Regions from separate parts of the Zea mays genome. Here region 1 is linked to region 2. The links are chromatin contacts, called in public Hi-C maps. All regions are on one chromosome and are shown on one strand. Each heading gives the region's core, a stretch centred on a gene start, on an enhancer-like site or on the middle of the called end of the contact. The rest is flanking DNA. Distances are from core to core; before and after follow the strand shown.

Region 1 (7,303 bases), core at 3,023-5,522, 320 kb after region 2:
TGAGGTAATTGCTTACCCACTCACTCCTCGCGATTACCAGGCACATGTCCATGCTTATATACCTGGAGTCAGGGGGGTTCGGTCCCAGGCTAGCAACGGCTGACGAGAGAAATCCGGCCAGCCTACTGAGTCCGCGCCCAAGGATTCGGGGAAACAACCCGAGCTAGAGGAACGCCCAGACGTGGGTCCCACCGGTCATATGGCACAACGAGGGAGGTTCCGTGCGGAGGAAGGTGGGCTATCAACGGCGAGGATCTCGACCGGATCTCAACAACCCAGCGATTTCTCCATCAGCCGGTACACACGCGAGGAAGATGCATTCTGTTGAAGGGATAACTGACGAGACGGTCCCACATGACCGAGACTGCAGGGCGCGAGACGGGAGCGAAACACAGAGGCTGGCATTGCGGGCTCGACCGGCAGTGACGCACAAGGCTACTGACATCGCGGCCCCAGGTGTCAGCGCAGTGGGGGGGAGTTTAGCTGGACTGGCTACGCGAGTGAGATGGGCCGAGACAGGTGAAATTGGCCCAAGACGAGTGGTTCTCTTTTTCTTTTTTTGTTTCTTATTTCATTACCCTATTTCAGATTTTTGTTGAATTTGTCTCAAGTTTTGAACTTCAATTTCTGAAACTACTTCACGTCTAAATTTCAACATGTTTTTGTAGAAACATTTCATTTATTTATACAACATTCATTTAAATATTTTAAACTTCCTAGTTATTGAAAGGCATAACCCACTTGTTTTATTGTGCATGAGAAATCGTATTATGACTATATATCTAATTCACATGTTTTAAGGATATCATTACATATTTTTGAGACTAAAGGATAGTCTCAACTCATCCTACCTAGAGAATATATATATATTCTAAGTTAAGTTAACCCAAAGAAAAGTTCAACACAGAAGCCAAATATAATTTAATTTTTAAGTTTATCTTCCCACTTCTTCATGCTAAATTTTGAATTCCAGTTGGGTTTAAATATTCAGATTCCCATTATTATGCACTTATTACAAAAAGACAACATCATGCCATGCATTTATCTATTTTATCTTGTTCATAAAGGATGAGCACCCCTATTTACACATTTTAACCCTACTTTCTTATTGCCTAAGAATTGGGTATTACAAACGCCCAGCAAGCCCTTCGTGAGTGTGCTGGCGTCATCTGTCCGCTTCGGGTTGGCATGTTGCGGGGAAACGACACTCGGCGTTGTCTCAGGCGCGAGGACAACGCCCGACATGTCCCCCGCTGGGGTGCCGGCGTCGTCGACTCGCTCGACAGTCGACGAGGTGCCGCCTCTTGCCTGGCCATGGTTGCCCCGCCTCCTCCTCCTGCGGAGAGGAAGGCGGCGGGACAAACCCGGATGCTGCTCTTCCGCCACGGGGGGAAGACGTCGTCGAGTCCGCCGCCGCCGGGCGGGCTGACGACCGTCGTTGTCGCTGCCGCGCTGCGGGGGAAGGAGTACCATGTCGTAGCTGCCGTCGAGGGACATGAACTCGAGACTCCCAAAACGGAGCAGCGTCCCAGGCTGAAGAGGTTGCTGGAGACTACCCATATGGAACTCAGCGGGAAGTTGTTCGTCAACACGCAGCAGGCCCCTACCTGGCGCGCCAACTGTCGGCGTTTCGACCCGGGGGGGGTCCCTGGACCGACGAGTAAAATTGTCGCTGCGTGTCCCAGTCCAGATGGGTTGGCGCGAGATGGAACACAAGGGGGAAAACGCGGCTCGTGTTATCCTGCGCCAGGAGGATGCACTCGCAGTAGGTGTTACAAGCGTTCGCGAGAGAGAGAGGGTGAGCCTGTTCATCAGCCCGTTCTCCCGCACGACCCTCCTCATGAGGGCCCTGGACCTTTCTTTTATAGATGCAAGGAGAGGGTCCAGGTGTACAATTGGGGTATAGCTATGCGCTAACGTGTCCGACAGAGAGGTGCCTGAGCCCTGTGTACATGCCAACGTGGCTGTCGGAGAGGTGCTAGAGCCCTGTGTACGCGGTATCGTGGCCGTCGGAGGAGCGCTTGAGCCCTGTAGAAGCACAGCTCTCGGGGCTCCTGGGACCTTGCTGACGCCTCCTTACTTCCGTAGGGGGCTGAGAACCACCGTCGTCATGAACGCACGCGGGGGGCCATCATTACTTGTTACCGGGGCGAGCCTGGATGGGACGCCGGTCTTGTTCCCCCGTAGCCTGAGCTAGCTAGGGGTAGGGTAATGATGCATCCTCCGTGGCGCGATCGGTCCGAGCCCAAGGTCGGGCGAGGCGGAGACTCCTCCTGAGGCCGAGACCGGGGTCGGGCGAGGACGCGATTCCTCCCGAGGTCGAGGTTGAGGCCGAGCCCTGGGGTAGGGCGAGGCGGAGACCATCTTCCGAGGCCGAGGCGGGGGCCGAGCCCTGGGGTCGGGCGAGGCGGAGACCACCTTCCGAGGCCGAGGCGGGGGCCGAGCCCTGGGGTCGGGCGAGGCGGAGACCACCTTTCGAGGCCGAAGCGGGGGCCGAGCCCTGGGGTCGGGCGAGGCGGAGATCTCCTCCTGAGGCCGAGGCCCAAGGTCGGGCGAGGCGGAGCTTCCTAGGGGTGGGCACTTTTTTACCATAAACCGAAAACCGAACCGAACCGTACCGAACCGAACCGAAATTTCGGTTTTTTCGGTAGTTCGGTTCGGTTTCGGTTTTTATATCTGAGAAGTTCGGTTTTCGGTATCGTAATCGGTTTTCACTGTATACCGAACCGAAATACCAAAAAAACCGAATACCAAACTTTATCAATTGTAAAATTTGATTTTTCGATTATGTGAACTAAATGTGTGAAGCAATTAAATTGTTATTCACTTATTTATATGTGATGTATGATGTATCTCTAAATATTTGTACCTATATAATTTTTACTTTTTAAAATTATGTATAATCTATCATATAAACTTGTTGCATGTGTTGTTTCGAGTATAAGTTTGGTATTCGGTTTTTACCGAAAAACTGAAGTAAAAAACCGATACCGAAGTTCTTGGTTTTCATTTTCTAGAAAACCGATTGGTTTCTAATGTCTAGAAAACCGAAGTTTTTTAAAACCGAAAAACCGAACCGAAATTTCAAAAAAAGCCGAATGCCCAGCCCTAGAGCTTCCTGTTGCGCCTGAGGCTGAACTTAGTTATTGTCAGCCTCACCCTGGCGGGTGCACAACAGTCGGAGAGGGGCGAGCGACGCTGTTTTCCTGTTAGGTCGGCCAGTGGAAGGTCGAAGTGACTGCGGTCACTTCAACCTTGCCGACTGAGGCACATGTGTCAGGATAAGGTGTCAGGCGATCCTCGCATTGAATGCGTCTGCGATACGGTCGGTTGGTGAGACGATTTGGCCAAGGTTGCTTCACAACGAAGCCTGCCCGAGCTGGGGTTCGGGCGAGTCGAGGGTGCGCCCGCTGCTTGAGGAGGCCCTCGGGCGAGGTGAGAATTCGTCTGAGACTTCTGTTTCCGCCCGAGGCTGGGCTCGGGCGAGGCGAGATCGCGTCCCTTGAGTAGACGAAGTCTTGACCTGAATCGTGCCCATCAGTCTCTGCACCTTGTGCTGATGGTGGTTACCAGCCGTGTTTAGGAGTGTTAGGGGTACCCCTAATTACGGTACCCGACCTGACACTATACATATAGCTATAAGAATTACTGGGCATCATTGTCATTTCTTCTGAAGTAGTAGCAGACATGTCGGTCTCCTTCGTTTCAGGACTAGCTACTTCAGCCTCGACAACATGCTTCGGCTCAGTGCATAAACCGAATCTTCCTCCGCTTCTCTTCTCACCTGTGTTGACACCCTTCGGTAAAACATAAGTTAATTACTTCTGAGATAAATTGTGAAAAGCCGTAAGTATCAATTAATTTTGAGGACCTTTAGCAGCAGGAGCATTTCCCTAACAGTAGCTCTCTCTTGAGATTAGTTCGTTTTTTCATAACGTGCTCAGACTACGAAATAGACGAAGACCTGCAACAAAGGTTCATAAAACACCTTCCTCCACCACATTATTATTAAAACAAAATTAATGGAACAAAGCTCCGAAAAATTGTCCACAGGGCAACGAGCTCAGACACGAACAACTGTCAGAATTAACGGAACCAAGGAAGCTGCTGCGTGTCACAGTGCACTGCAGTGCAGTGCAGTGGAACGCGGTGCGAGGCCCGAGGGGTTGGCACACTGGTGGGTGTGGGAGACTGGGAGGGATCAGCACCGGACCGGAGAACGCGAAGCGACCAGAGGGCGCCCGTGGCCCGCGGGCCGCCCCCATTCCATTCCTTCCAGTTCCAGATCCCATAATTGCACGCGACACTACACCGCCCCCTTCCGCAAGTCAGAGGGACATTGCATTGGGGAACTACAGAAAAGGGTCCGAATCGAATCCGTGGTGCACTGCCCCTTCCTCCCCCACAAGCCGCCGCCGCCGCCGTGAGGACTCCGGCGAATGGCGTCCCGCGTCGCCTCGGGCCTCCTCCGCCGCCGCGCCGGCGCCGTAATGCCCTACCTCTCTTTTCTCTCTCCGATGCATGTACGTCTGCGGCTAGCTTTTGTTCCCCCTTTGTTGCGGGCAGCCAGCTGATTTAGGGTTAGCGAGGTGGTCTGACGCAGCGGCCCTGTCCGATGGCTGTGATCCCCCTTGGAGGAGTTCGTCGCGGTCTGTGGCTGCGTCTGGAGAATAATCTGCTACCCTAGTGTTGATCTGGAGAATAATCTGCTACCCTAGTGTTGGCTAGGGGGTTTGCGACCAGGGCATTGATACTTGAGAATGGTCTGTACGTTGGTGCTTGGTGCACCAAGCTCGCCTCCTCTAGGATAATTGTTTGGTACGCCTTGCACAGATTAGGCCTGTATCAGCTTCTCTTTGCTATTGCTGCCCATTCCATGTAAATTTTTATTGCAGTTTACTCACCAAGGATTATGAGGTAGGAACTCCAGATGGATGTCAAGTAATGTTTATCAGACATTTAAAGGAGTCTAGGGACCTAATTAGAATTTGTCTGCTACCTTTTTCTGATATGAAGACTATCGCACATGATTTTGTCAGCCAATTCTATTCCTTGTTGCTATTCAACTGCTGAATGTTTTCTATCTATCAATTAAATTAAGAGTAACTCGTGTTGCATCCCAATTCAATCATAAGAAGCAAGGATGCAGTGGTTGATGGAGAGTGGAGGAGTGGGACTGAGATTTCGTGCATGCTGGATGGTCCAGAGGGTGAGTCAGACTTTGAAGTATAAAGGGGAGTGCCTTGCAAGCTTGTGATGGGAGAGGAATTTATATTCTTCTGCTTTGCAGACCATATTCTGTAAATATAAGAAATTGAGCAGTCAGCAACATTTCCAACTGACACAAAATATAGCAGCAATGGTCTCCATTATATCTAGCAGTGCTTAGTTGTACCAATAACAGTGTGCATGTTTGGTTTGGTGCCTTAGTTTGGCAAATTTTAATACACCTTTTTGTAGTAGCTCTTTGGTTCGTGCTGCTGTTCTGGCGTGCCAAAGAATTTTCAGCTCCAGACCCCTGTTGTGTTAATGTCAGGGGGGTCTCGGCCTAGGGGCCTTTGTATTAGGGGTTGACAAGTCTTGTTTCTCCTATGTTTTTTTTTCTTAATATAATGACACACAGCTCTCCTGCGTTTGTTCAAAAAAAAAGACCCCAACTGTCATATTATCAACTTGTAGCCAACCTTCAGCTCCAGACCCCATCTGTCATACTATCAACCAGTAGCCAACCCTGGCGTGAGGTGTGTCTTGCAAATCATTAACCACACCATAGGAAAGTTTTGGCACAGGGTGTGGCTATGGACTTTGCTACCATTTGCCACAATGTTTTGCCAAACTTGCTGAAGGTTAGGCTGTTAGGTGCTTAAAATCTTTTCCACACCTTGGCAAGCCTACAAGAATTTTGCTATATTTTTTCTGAGGCGTTGGGACGTAAAACCTAGCTTGGTAGAAGTGAATCTTGCCATAATGTGGCTGAAACCGAACAGACTCAAATTGTCTGACCTTAGATGCTGCAAACTATGCTAAGTTGTGGCTGAAATTAATCGGGCCCATAGATTGGATGAGGATCAAATAGGCTCAAATTGCTATTACTGATTTACAGTTCATTTGAAAATAGTTCACCAAGTCTTCTTGGTTATGTGAAATCTCAGAATTTCTATTCCATTTCATGTTTGTAGCAATGCTAATGCACAAATGATACACAGAGTATAAGCTTCTATAATTTTGGCAATCCTTCACTTCAATTCTCTTCCTCAGTCCTCACTGTTGTACTTCTGATTTTCCTGCAGACACTAGGCCTCCTAAGGAGTTATGCACATGTCAGAAGCTACAACAGTCAACTTTCAGGTTGTTACTTTGACTAGCCCTGTTTTTAGTATTTTATTTCAACTATTGACTATAATACATGTGTTCTTCTCAGCTTTGGTTTCTGCTACATCTGAATGCTCAAATCTGCCGAGGTAATTATCAGATAGCATGCTCTAGTTGATGAATATGGATGCCATTACTGACCTCATGCCAAATAATCAAATATTTTCTCTTTCCATTTTTAGACATTTATGTATTACATTATTGCAATTGAATTTTGTAGAAGATGCTATTACTTACCTAATCCCTCTCCATACCAAGTTTGGAGTAGGTCATTTGCTTCAGACAACGGTAAGCCACAATAGCCTTTTGGGGCAGATAGTTTTAACAAATGTGTTCCTTCTTATGGCTTTATTAAGTTCTATTTTTCATTCTATATAGGAGACAAGTTTGAGGCTGTTGTGCCCTTCATGGGTGAATCTGTAACTGATGGAACTCTTGCTAACTTCTTAAAGAGTATGCTCTCTCTCTCCCCTCCACCCCCTCTCCCTGTGATAACATTTCCTTTTTTTTAACAGAACCTGGAGACAGAGTCGAGGCTGATGAACCTATAGCGCAGATTGAAACTGATAAGGTATTGGTGGTTTCTGTTTGAACATTAGCGTAACTTCATATCTGCTAGTGGCCATAACCACATGACTTTTCCTTCCTTTTGCTCCAGGTCACTATAGATGTCGCAAGTCCTGAGGCTGGTGTTATTGAAAAGGTAAATTGTTCTGCTCTTTCTACCATCCAGTCTGCTTTCATGGCTATACTTTACTTTTACTGTGCAGATGTCAAGAATACACACTTGATACCATGCTTACCTGTTCATAACAAGATCAGCAGCTGTTCACATACTGAGTGTCGCTATTTCTGACTGTTGTTTACAGCTCATTGCTAGTGAAGGCGACACAGTTACTCCAGGCACTAAAGTTGCAATCATATCCAAGTC
Region 2 (7,113 bases), core at 3,442-5,941:
GAGTATGTGTGGTCAACAACATTGGCAAGGACACGGTACTAGAGGGAGAACATGGTGAGGACCAGAAGCATCAGGTGTTGCCAGCAAGTATAATTGTTGGACCCCATCTCCAGAATGGCGAGGACGAGGGAGCAGATGTTGTGGATGCTAACAGCCTAAGCGTGCAGGTTGATAATGGTGGCAGCCTCATGGGCCAGTAGGGCAACTCGGAGGTGCTGATGAGGACACGCTTGTCGGGGAGGAGCGGAAGTTGTCGAGGTTGCCAACAGATGAGGGGATGCCATCGAGAGGAGTGGAGGACGACTCGGCAGCTTCGTGAGTGAACAAAACACCAGTCATGTTCCTGGGACGCGGTCACGGCTTCAACAACAATGGCAGCCCGTTGGGTTCTAGGTTGGCGGTGTGGGCGCATTCAACCTCTCAAGGGAAGCCATGCGGGCGCGCTTGGCTTCCAGAGTGCGCAGGAGGCCTTGTCTTCAAGGACACCAACTGTAGTGGCAGCAGCAGTAGGCAAAGACTGCACGGGCAGGATGAGGGTGCCAGCCGTGGTTGCAGCAAGGAGGGGGTTCACAAGCGGCATGCGTAGCTAGAGTGTGCGCGATAGCTACGACACTGAAAGAAACCTAGACTCTTGATACCATGAGAGTAATAGAATTGCATGTGAAATTAATAGATTGATTAGGAGGTCAATAGGCAGGGTACATATATAGGCAAGGAGGAGGACCCAAGTTGTTTTTTAGAAGTATGACCATCATCAGATCTCCTTGCCTAATACAATAGCAATCAATCTATAATATCCATAGTAGGCCAACATCAAGTGGTAGAGCTAGGCTTCAATGGAAGCCTAGGCACCGCTTGCATTATTGGTCAGCTGCCTGTTGGCGGCTACCTCATCCCTGTCGCCCCCGGCTCGTAGTAGCAGCAGCACGAGAGGGCGGCAAACACACGGCGCGCGACCTTGACTAGCACAATGTCCACGGCGGTGCCGACGAGGTGCGGGAATCTAGTGCGGAACGAGAGGAGCGTCGCGGCATTGTTCCAGGCGAAGGTCTTGTCCTAGAAGTAGGTGATGAGGACAGCACGGCCAGTGGCACACCAACACGTCCGCCACGTGGAACTCCTGGATAGACCACCACAAATGGTGCTTGACCTTGGCCCACACGAGGCAGCCGGGAGCCGTGATAGCCCCGTCGTCGTCCTCGAACGCGCACACGTACCTCACGCTCAGGGACCAGCATCTGTGTCTGCGACACAGCTATTGGACACACGTGAAAACGTGCTAGTGGGGGCTATGCCTGGGATGAAAGAAAGAATCGACGCCATGCACATCGACGTCAAGCAGGGCAACCGGCTAGCCGGGTGGAGAGTCGAAGCCTAGGCACGTGCCCGTGAAGGACGGGCCCTGCCTCCGCCCCTGCCAACAGCCCATTCACGCATATGTGGCTGTCTAAGGTTGTGCCCAGCAGACCATGCATATGGTCATGCAGCATACTTTTTTGCACTGCAAATTGCACTGTTTACATAGTGGAGTCTAAAATAGGAGATAAGATAGGAAAGGTTGCTCGAGATAGCCTAACAGAGAAGACAAATTATGGAGAAACAGAACAGAAAAAAAAATATAAGAGAAAGAGATCAACCCTGGGTTGGATCCCATTTTGCAAGTGTACAGTACAAAACATGAAAAAAAACACTCCAAATCAGAAAAACTAGTGATTTTGGCCAAGTCAGTGCACATTTTTGAGTCCTGGTTCCAAAAGAGTAAAGGGAATACATGTCTTTAGTTAGTACATGTCACTAATCAGGCTGGCTGTGAATCACAATCAGCTCACTATTTGAACAAAAAGGATGTCAACAGTCAGTTTGCATAGGACTTAGGCTATGGCCAGCAGATCGTGCATATGACCATGCAAAACATTGTTTTACACTGCAGATTGCACTGTTTACAGAGTGAAGTTTAAAATAGATGGGATGAGTAAGGCTGCTGGAGATAGCCTTATAGCAAATTCCTGGTGTCCTAATTATGAACAAGAAAGGAGCCACAAATGAGGTACTATGGCTTAGCAGGAAGAATTGGGGTAGCGGTTCTTGAACATTGTCTCCATAAACCCTGCTTTTTTTAACCTCAAATTATAGAGTAGCTCTAGCTCATAGCTTAATTCTCTCTCTTTCTCTAACGGCAGCAGATATGAATAATTCTCGTGTCAACACTTTTTTACATTCTATTACAAAGTATCTCTCAAGTAAACAAAAAGAACACACTTCTGGAAGTACAGAGCCAATAAAAAAATGATGGCAGCATGGTAAAGCATGAACCTTAGATAAGGAAAGAAAATAAAGCCTAAGAAAACTAAAGCAATAGTGATAACAATAAAATACTGAAGCTTTTATCAGCAGAACTGGAATTTTCAGATAATATGATACTGATAAAAAAAGTTTATATCAAGTCTAATAAGTTGAATGGTATAAGTCAGAAAACCATAAGAACAAATTTCCTCAAAGTGCAAAAACTTGCAACTCACCTGGTTTTGATTTTGCTGACGATGGTTGAACAACAACATGCATCGTGATAGCACTACTGGGAAGATCACCAAAAGGAGCTCTGCACTGTGCAACATTCTTGTCATTTTCTAGAATTTTGCCTCCACTTATTAGTTTCACATCACTAGCAGTCTTTGGGATAATTGATTTATCTGCAACACAAAGAAATCGTGGCAATAAAAATATTACACAAACATGTGCAAATGTATGAATTGGTTGTTTACCAAACCCAGAACTAAACTTATAACTGATATGCTCTAGAATATTTTTTATGTAAACCAATTTATTGCATCAAACAAACTAACTCCAGAATTAATAGAGGAACAGAAGAGCCAAAAACTGGTCATGAAACTATTTCTGCAAAAATACTTTTGATGAATTAGGTGCATGATGAGACCTCATATCAGCTGGGTAGGAAAATGAGCAGGGGGAAGTAAACACCAGTGAAAATGCATACCCTAGCTCACAAAAGTGTTACCTATGTTGAATCAGTGAAGTGTACTATTTCAGTGGATTATTAATAACTTTATCTCAAATGCAGTTGGATAATATCCAATCATAAGTAAATTTTCTGTAAAATTTGATAACATTTCTTTTGAAATCATAGCGCTGTGGACATCGTTAAAGATCAACTCATTATTTCTGCTTTTCTTTAAAAAAGAGGAAGTTACACTATTAATGTTTGAACCAAAGGCAACATATGGTTTGACATTTCTTCAAATATGATGTGGCTTAGAACAAATCGGATGATGTAGCTTCGTGGATGCAGATAAATAGAAATTAATGACTCTTAGTGATTGCATCTAGGGATGAAAACCGAAACAAAAAATTCCGTAATCAGGGCCTCGTAACGGTATCGTTTCAGTAAATACAATACTGTTTCCGAAAATTACTGTATTAAAAATTTTGAATTTTAAATTTCTGTCAACATCATATTGTAGTCGTTAATAAGTAGACTAATTATGAAACCGGGTAAAATTCCGACCAACCGGTAATCGTTTTCGTATAGATAATATCGTTTCCAACTGTTTTCATCCCTAGTTGCATCTAGATAGGTTATATAAGTATATTCAGGCACAATCATCATAAAAAAAACTGGACCACAGTGGGGAGACACCCCTGGGTTTTTGCCTTAAGAAGCTGTACCAGGATTCAAACGCGGACCAGCAAAGCAAGCCCTCCCCCCTCCCAAAAAAAATGTTCTGATCGGTATAACTGGTTGAGAAGCTAGTTGGTATAGCCATCATAAATACCAGGATAGTTTAACACTGAGGTTAGGCCACAAAACAATTAATTAAGCTCAAATCTTCCATTCATCTACCAAGCTTAGAGGTAGGGAAAAACCAATTCCTAGTTATCTTTTTGCTGCAGCATATTCCATACCGTTTCTGCTATGCCTCGAATATTTTCAATTGAATCCATTTAGAATCTCAACAAAAGAAGTGGTTGCTAATAATGGAGGCACACTTCCTTTTCCCTAAATCAGGCACCAAACAATGAAGGCAACGAATAAGAAAATCTGAGCTCATTCCCTTTAAAGCCCTATGTTCCTCCTTGCGACACATAGACATAGGGACTAAGAATAGCAACAAAAATATAAGCAAATTTAGCAGTATATATCACAAGACTTCACAGCATGGGCGGGGCCGGCTCATTACGCCTCACAAGAGTTCCTCAACTCAAAAAAACGGAACTTTTAAGACCTTTGGGCCAATCGGCGACGACGCGATCCTTGAGGGCGGCTACGGTAGTGGCGGCGGCGTTGCAGCGCACGGGACCGATGTCAGAGCCATCGAAGAGACGAAACTTCACCTCCACCTCCTCTGCCTCCCCTTCCTGCTCCCGCTCTTCCATCTCTTCCGCTCCAACCTTCGCTCCCTCCTTCTCCGCCATTTCTTGGTCTCTCGCCAACAACTGGGATGTTTCCTGGACACAACCGGAGCCCTGCGGGTCCCTGCCGCTCAGAGTGAGAGCCCCAAAGGCCGGCGCGAGCAGACGCGAGGAGGGGCTGGGTGCTCGGGTTAGGGTTTGGTGGGGGGACGCGAGGAGAGGAAGAGAAGCAGAAGGCTGTGCGCCTGAGGCCTGAGCCCAGGAGGTAAGGAGAAAATTGTCTTTTCCTTCAGCAGCAGCAACAAGCTGATGCGAACGCCGAACGGGTATCGATCGATATATTCCGACGAGAAAGATGATTTTATACCGTTGGTGAGTGAATATACGATGGCGGTGGCTTTTTTTAAAAAAATACCACTAGTCTTATTTAAAATATTTATTTTACAATATAAAATTTTAAATCACATTTAAACAAAGTAAAATAGAACACACAAAATAAATTATAATTCATTATATCTTTTAAATAAGGTTATTATTTAAAGTTTTAAAAAAAATCAATGATGTCATATATTTATAAACGGATATAGTATATCTATCTAAATTTGTAAGCATGACTCCTATTATGTCGTAAAATAAATATACATCTAACTTTAGGTGAAGATAGCAAACGATGGGATTATCTTTTATCTTAAGTAATACCCTTAGTCATTACTTAGATAAGTCATAAGTATCTTCTAGTGACTATTATTAACTAGAGAACATATCTGGTGCACATAGAAGATTGGTGCACATGATGCACATATTAAATCATCACCACTCATTTTAGATCTAACGTCTCTAGTTGATCATTCAATTTACAAATAACACCTTCGACCAATACACACCACCACGTTGGAGGGTGTCCTTAGCAAAATATATTAAACAACTAGAGAAGTTAGATATAAAATGAGTGGTGATGATTTAATATGTGTACCATGTGCACCAATCTTCCATGTGCATCAGATATGTTCTCTATTAACTAATAATCACTACTATATTTAAGTAGGAGTTTTTTCCTTCATGCATCATCCCCTCGTAGTCGCGCCAGGTGTCGCAATTGGAAGGGGGTTGTCATGACCTCCCTTCTCTTAGTCATATTTGCACACTCCCCATTTCTTTTGGTGGAGCCCCAATGCCATCATCACTGCCTTTGCGCCACGCCGACCCTTGGCCTCTGTAAGCTAGGTATCTACATGGCTCGTTGTATTGCGAGTCCTGTAGATGACCGACAAACTCTGGCCTAGGCTCAGTAGGTCATGATTGCACCATAGACCGAGGGGCTCACAGATCATGAGTGGGACGTGGGCTGACTCTCCTACAGTGGCTCGGTGCCAGGAGTAGTTAATGCGACGGTCATTTATGGCGGGTCAGTCTTGGGCCAAGCGAGGAACCCACTCGAGTGGCCTCCTCTCGGTTCGTCTGTCCCCTTCTTTGGCTCCGCCTCACCTGACCTCGTCCTCACATCACATCAACACTCATCACAAAGAAGCAAATCAGTCATAACACAAAGACAAACATCACAAGCATTCAACGACAAACATCTCGTTGCTACATGTTTATGTTAACTAGATGGTGGTCTTTCCTTACAAATGGGGAACTACTTTAAGGCCATCGAAAGACAGGGGAATGGTAAGACATGCCAGATAGGGGCATGAGCATAATAAAGGATGGAGTTAAAGCAAGGATTGTAACCAACAAGGGAGAGCACGCAAAGGTCATGCTATGTAAAACACCATTCTCAAATCGAGATGGGAAAGATGATATTTCAAAAGGTAGGTATAAGATAAGCATCATGGAAAGATCTAGAGATTACAAAGGTAAGGGAGGTAACAGGCAAAAGCACACCAAAGGATCAAGTTAAGACAAGACTTGCAACGCGGTAGAGGAAAAGGGAACGAACAAGAGTGGGATGGGTAAGACAACACTCTTGAACTGAAATGGGAGAGGAGGCTTTAAAATGCAGGTACATGATAAGCATCAAGGTAAAGATTGAGGCATGACAAGGGTTAAGGTGATAACGGACAAACACACAATAAAGGATGTATTTTAGACAAAACTTGCAAGGCGTCGAAGAAGGGGGAGCAATCAATGGTGAAGTAGGTGAAGCATCATCCTTGATCAGGGACGAAAAAGAGGAGGCTTTAAAGGGTAAGTTCAAAGTAAGCACGAAGGTAAGGGTATAGATATTGCAAGGGTTAAAGGTGATAACGGACAAGGATGTAAGAGAGGAGGTAAATGTGCATAAGAACCAAGGATATAAATACAACCAAGGATGGAGTTAAGACAAGACCTACAGGTGGAAAAGAAAAGGATACGTCCAAGGGCCAGATAGGCAAATTGCCACTCTCAAATTGAGGTGGAAGAGAGAAGATTTTTAAAGAGCAGGAATAAAGATAAGTATCAAGGTAAGATCGATGGATGACAAGGTAATGATGATAGCAATTAAAAACACATCAAAGGATGGGATTAAGACAAAACTTGTATGGCGACAAAAGGGCAAAGAAACCAAGGGAGAGATAGGTAACTCACCGCTCTCAAATTGGGATAGAAAGAAGGAGATTTCAAAATGCAGACCTAAGAAAGTATCAAGGCAAGATCTATAGATTACAAAGGTAAGGATGATATCAAACAAAAGCTCAACAAAGGATGGAGTTAAGGTAAAACAAGGCCTGCAACATGACAAAGGAAAAGGAAATGACCTAGAGC

The links. A called contact is a pair of places that touch in the nucleus more often than the background predicts.
Region 1: a contact with region 2 is called in a Hi-C map of leaf, with 5 times the contacts expected there. The contact joins the promoter of LOC100280624 here to the promoter of LOC100283636 in region 2. A contact is called at or near these places in 3 of 25 Hi-C or Micro-C datasets (ear, leaf and tassel).

What each region holds. Positions count from the first base shown.
Region 1 is chr10:113,009,793-113,017,095 of Zm-B73-REFERENCE-NAM-5.0, forward strand. LOC100280624 (dihydrolipoyllysine-residue succinyltransferase component of 2-oxoglutarate dehydrogenase complex) reads left to right here and starts at 4,273. Exons shown (of 13, transcript NM_001153542.1): 1 at 4,273-4,487; 2 at 6,291-6,348; 3 at 6,422-6,461; 4 at 6,593-6,660; 5 at 6,751-6,825; 6 at 6,888-6,943; 7 at 7,031-7,075; 8 at 7,242-7,303. The coding sequence starts at 4,440.
Region 2 is chr10:112,685,616-112,692,728 of Zm-B73-REFERENCE-NAM-5.0, forward strand. It overlaps LOC100283636 (ATGP4), which reads right to left and starts at 4,692. Exons shown (of 3, transcript NM_001374041.1): 1 at 4,242-4,692; 2 at 2,520-2,690. The coding sequence starts at 4,431.